Linked DNA regions of Ovis canadensis: region 1 is linked to region 2. The links are chromatin contacts, called in public Hi-C maps. All regions are on one chromosome and are shown on one strand. The core of a region is the stretch at or near the end of the contact, and the rest is flanking DNA. Distances in the headings are between cores, read along the strand shown.

Region 1 (2,766 bases), core at 203-2,702, 76 kb before region 2:
AAAAGGAAGAGACTAGTTCAACAGTAGTGAGACTGAACAACAAGGGGGCTGAGCCCAGGGGGCTATGGTCCATGGGGTAAAGAGCAAGACTGGCACCTGAGCAAACCTGAGAGCAAATGCCTCCTTAAATATTGCAGCCAGAGCTTCTCGTTGGACTTACCCTGGTCTCCATCCTGTACAGAGTGAGTCTATGGACCAGCAGCACCAGCATGGACTGGAGCCTTACTAGAAGTACAGAATCTTGGTCCAACTCCAGAGCTAGTGAGTCAGAATCTATACATCAACCAGATTCTCAGGTCATTCCTATGCACATTAAAGTTTGAGAAACAATGAAAATAAGGGATGTCCAAATAAAGTATTGCAAAAATACTAAAATTCCACGGTCTTTCTAACATATCATGTTGCATCTCTGCTACAGGAAAGAATTAACAGTGGCCTTCCACCGATGTTCAAAGGACAGCCCTACACTGGTCAGTATTTCTGTCACTCTTTTAATCGATGACCTGGATAACGACAGAAAAGAGGTGCTTATTAACCTGCAGATGGCACAAAGCAAGAAGCTGCTGGTGCAAGAAGCAAGAACCAGGCCATCCTGATGGGCCAGATGACAGGCTGAACAATGAACTATAATAAGTATATTAAAAGTTTTACATTTCAGCTAAAAATTTTAATAACAAGGGTATAAGAAGGGTGATGGCTTGCTTGGCAGCAAAACATATGAAAAATCCTGGGAATAAGTCCAAGGGTATATCACAAATTTAACACAAGGCATTTCAAATCAGTGGGAGAAAATGAATCATTTAATAAACGGTGTTAGAGTAACTGGGTACCTCACTGAAAAACAAATAAATTTGAAACTCCACCTCACATTTTATATCAAAATAAACTCCAGAAGGAATCAAAGATTTAAACATTAAAAACAAATCCATTAAAGTACAAGAAGAAAGTATGCAGAAAATACTTTTAAGATAACCTCAAAGTGAGTGAGGTCTTTCTAAGCGGGAACAAAATCCAAAGGATATAAAATCCAGAGGCTGTTTTTAAAATGTTGATACATTTTATTACTGTAAGAAAAAAAAGATCAGGACTTCCCTGGCAGGCCAGTGGTTAAGACTTAGCACTTCCAGTGCAGGGGGTACAGGTTTGATCCCTGGTGGAGTTACTAAGATCCTACATGCTGTGTGGCATGGCCAGAAAAGAAAAAACCAACCAAACAAACAAAACACCAAAGCAAACCCCCCAAAAATCTGCATGGTAAACACCACTATAAACAAAGCCTGAAGAAAAATGACAACATGAGGGGAAATTTGATAACTCAAAGATGTAGGGCTAAAAACTTCCCAAATCATCAAGAAAAAAGCCCAAAATGCCCAAGAGACAGCTCAGCCAAGAAAGACTCAGGAGGCTGAGGGCCGGCCTCCAGTAGCTGAAAGGCGTTCTTAGGGAAGAGTGAAAAAAACTGAGTCATAGGTTGCTATAAATGGCTGACTCGGGATTGATGGTGGAAATTCCCATGGGTTTAAATGTCAGCTGAACATACAGAAGAACTTTCTAAGAATTAGGCCAAGGCTAACTGGCCAACTTTTAGGAAATTTTTGGAAGGGAGGACCCCATAAGGTGGGAAACGAAGCAACATGATCTTTGAGGTTCCATCAAACTCCGAAATTATACAATCCTGTCCCAAAGATGACATCACCTCTGGAAAAGTTAACCGCACAAAATCAAACAACGTGAGGCACTCACAACGCCAGAAAGACTGGGAACCATGGTGCTCCTCACTTTCCACTCTAAGTACAGTGCTCTCTCGGGGAGGGGAAATAGGGGGACAGGATAAATGATTTATGGACTCATGACTGCTGTCCTCAGCAGTACTTTGAGGGGTTTTTTTTTGTGGTGAGGTGTTGGCCAATTCTGTTTCATTCATTACTCCTTCCCCTTCATTACTAAAAGCAAAAGAAGGGTTTTGAAAGAGAGTGAATTAGGGCTGGAGAGGTAAGTATGAGGTCTCAGCAGTGTCGTTCTTTGTTGCATAAAACTCATGATGCATAACCCATGAGAGATCTGTAGATGCCAACGTTGCTTTCTCTATAGTCTGATTATGAGCTGAAAAACACAAACAAAAATTCTTGCAAATGGGCTATATTCCAGAAGTGAGTTTTGCAAGTCGGCTGGGTAGAATTTGAAACAGCACTAAAAATGTGGGGAGCTGGAGAAGGAAGGCCAGGAGGAAGCAGGCTCCTCAGCCAGCCTCTCAGGCTGGACATGGTGAATCCACCAAGTGTCTGAGATATTGAGCATCAACACCTCTTCCGGGTAGCAGGAAATCCCACAGGAATACTTGTACTTGATAAGGTAAAGTGAAATTGAAGAAGCGTTTTATTTATTTTGAATTCTAATACCGTGGACAAAGCAAATTTAGTTGAAGGAGGTTGAGAGCAGGAACAAAAATCTATTAAGATTCTGAAGGGAGGGACTTCCCTGGTGGTCCAGTGGCTAAGACTCCGTGCTCCCAAAGCAGGGGGCCCGCGGTTCCATCCCTGGTCAGGGAACTAGATCCCACAAGCCCCAACTAAGAGTTCACATGCCACAACCAGAAAGATCCTGTGTGCCACAGCAAAGACCGGTGCCGCCAAACAAATAAATAAATATTAAAAAAAGGAAGAAAGACTCTGAAAGCAGCTCTTGACGGACCCCCAAGAGCTCTAGAAGTTGGCCACAGTGAGCCTTTATTGTGGCATCTAATTTCACTTCAAAATCTGGTGCTTC
Region 2 (2,700 bases), core at 99-2,598:
TGGACCCCAAGTCAGGGCCACTGCTCTACAGAAAAACTATCAAATCCTGGATCAGAAAAGACATGGAAATTGAGAGTATTTAAATAAATAAGACCCAGTGTGCCCCAATGACTGATTAAATATAAATGGTATGAAATTAAATCAGAGAGTAAGCCCTAATTTCTCATTGAATAACATGGGAACTCTGCACAGGGAGGGCAGAGAAGAGAGTGATTACTTCCAGCTGGGGAAGGATTATATCAGGTTTCCAGATATTTAAGCTGAATCTTAAATGACACATGAAATTTGGAGGAACTGACACTGAGAAAGGAAGTAAGAATCTGGACGAAGGAAGAACTGAAGAGTTCCCAGTTCTTTCATCAGTGTACCTCCCTGCCCAGTGGGCTAGGTGTATCCCCCTGTACGCTCAGAGGAGGAGCTACTCTGAGTAGAAAAGAATCTTATCAAGTGAGACAGTCTTCTTACCTGTGCTGACATAGGAGGAGGAGCAGCTTTGTCCCCATCTTCACCTCTCAGAACGGGACGATTCAGGACGATGCCAGTCTGTGAAAGTGAAAAGAATCTAGGGCAGTCTAAAAGGAGCTGGTGCATGAAACAGCGTTAGCTCTCGTCTATTCAACAAAATTTACCCAGTGACTATCTGCCAGAGCTCGGAATGGGCTCTGGGAAGAAACGATATATACAAAAGCAATTATAACACAGCAGATACGAAGCAGCCAAGACCCCACTTGCTGTACCGAGATTCGTAAACAACGAAGACCGAGTTGTAACGGGTCATTAATGCCTCCTGCAAACGCTCGGCCTATCCTCATGTCCCGCCACCAACACTTACTTGGCGAGTGTAAGCCTGCAATCGCTCCACAAGCTCCTCGCGACTCCCTGCTAAGCAAAGCACAGGATCAACGGGGTAGGTCAGGTCGAGCAGGCCAGCCTGCCCAAGTCAGGCCACCGCGGCCAGCCTCTAACCCCCGCCCCCGGGTCTCCGGGGTAACCAGCTCCGCTTCCCCGCAGGCCTGCACTTTCCTGCCCTTGACTTCCCATGCTCCTCACCCTGGATGGGAGCTCCGATCTCTGCTAATTTGGCCTGAAGCTCCTGGGCAGCCCAGGCACCATAGTGTCCAGGAGGCGGCGGCGGCGGCAGCTGCAACTCTCCCTTAGGAGGCTCCGGATGCTCGGCCGCCATCTTAGCCGCAGGAAGGCGCGCGACCAACCCGGAAGCTCGGACCAGCCTCCGGACCCACTTCCCGGAACTTCCGGTAGGGCGATACGCCACGTCCGCTCGAAGGTTGCCAGGCAGTTCCCATCAGGGCCTATCCCCTACCGTTCTCCAATGCTCCTTAGGCCGCCTGGTCGCGAAGCCTTCTGGGAGTTGTAGTGCACAGGTCACGATCTCTGCGGATTCAAATCCGGGAGGATCGCGGCCGGCCGCGACGCGGGGAACTCTGGAGGCCAGAGCCGGGGCGGGGCTGTGGGGAAAGCAGGTCCTGCCCGAAGGGCGTGCTTTCTGCATCTCACTGGCCTCAGCGCAGACCTCCCGCCTTGCGGCGCTACTCCCTGGTTGGACTTGAGAGGCCTGGACGCTCACGTTCTCCAGGGACTCGTTCCCCCGGCGGTCGCGCGCTGTGGGCGCCAAGCGGGAGTTTGCCGCCGATGCCTGTGATAAAACAGTGTCTGATTGTCTGCCCGCCCATCCCCGGCCCAGGCATGGATGAATGGGCTGAAAGGAGATCGGAGACGGGAACGAAGCCGGCCCTCCGGGCTGAGATCCAGCTGCCGACCTGGAGGAAGGGCCACACTAAAGCCCCTTTTTCCACCTTCCTGGCCGGCTCAAATGTCATCTACGTTAAACTGTCTCCCGCCTTTCCTGCTCTGGAGCGGCCAAACCTCTACCATTTGTTTTGAAATCTTTCTTGCCCTTTTCTGCACTTACAACTCCCAAGACATGAGTTTTTACGGTCTCACAGTACCTGGCGTTAGAAGTGCTCAATGAATTATTACTGAAAGGGGGGGAAAAAAAAAAAAGCAGTCTTAAGCGACAAGATTTGGATCCTTTTTTAGTCTTGAAAATAAACGCAGGGGAATTCCCTGGTGGTCCAGTGGGTCGAACTCAGTGCTTTCCCTGGGGAAACCCGGGTTCCATCCGCAGTCAGGTAACTAAGATCCCACAAGCCGCACCGCGAGGCCGAAAAAGAAAGAAAATAAACTCAGGACCTTTTCTTCCCTCATCCCCACCAGCTTACTGGCGCAGCAGACCCTGTCTGGTGCTCTCCTACCCCACCAGCGGCCTGTGCCCCTGAGGGAGGGATGGGCAGGTGGCCCTTGCTTGCCCCCTTCTGCTTCTCCCTGTCCTGATCAGTCAGTTCAGTTCATCTTCCCACCTCTGCCTCCAGCTCTGAGATCCCGTTCCCATTCCAGTGCTGCTGTCTCACAGACAGCCAGGTCGCAGCCAGTGTGCATGTATGTGTGTTGGATGAGAGAGCGGGGCAACTCAAAATGGTCTCTATTCCCTCTCCCCTCCCTCCACACCCACATCCCTCAGATCTTCTCTCTAGCAAGCTCTATTTCACGAATCACCCCCAACAGAGCAGTACCTGGGAGGAGGGAAAAAAGAATGGGAGGTCAGGTCCAGGGATAGACAAAGGACTGGGCCAGGAAGGTTGCTTGCAACCTAACCCTGGCAGGAAATTCTCTTTGCTCCTG

The links. A called contact is a pair of places that touch in the nucleus more often than the background predicts.
Region 1: a Hi-C map of fibroblasts shows a contact between it and region 2, with 2.9 times the contacts expected there. The contact joins the enhancer-like site here to the promoter of SF3B2 in region 2. A contact is called at or near these places in 2 of 2 Hi-C or Micro-C datasets (fibroblasts and lung).

Annotation. Positions count from the first base shown.
Region 1 is chr21:60,469,922-60,472,687 of ARS-UI_OviCan_v2, reverse strand. All of the region lies in intron 1 of PACS1 (phosphofurin acidic cluster sorting protein 1), which reads right to left. LOC138427075 (a long non-coding RNA gene) reads left to right here. Exons shown (of 4, transcript XR_011251884.1): 2 at 419-633. Among named protein-coding and RNA genes, the nearest start is that of PACS1, 61 kb to the right of the region's middle. Within about 2 kb of position 1,452, the one cell type or tissue checked has open chromatin away from gene starts, as enhancers often do. A contact at or near this core is called in fibroblasts, where this site is marked.
Region 2 is chr21:60,393,704-60,396,403 of ARS-UI_OviCan_v2, reverse strand. SF3B2 (splicing factor 3b subunit 2) reads right to left here and starts at 1,348. Exons shown (of 22, transcript XM_069566312.1): 1 at 1,051-1,348; 2 at 833-879; 3 at 466-543. The coding sequence starts at 1,183.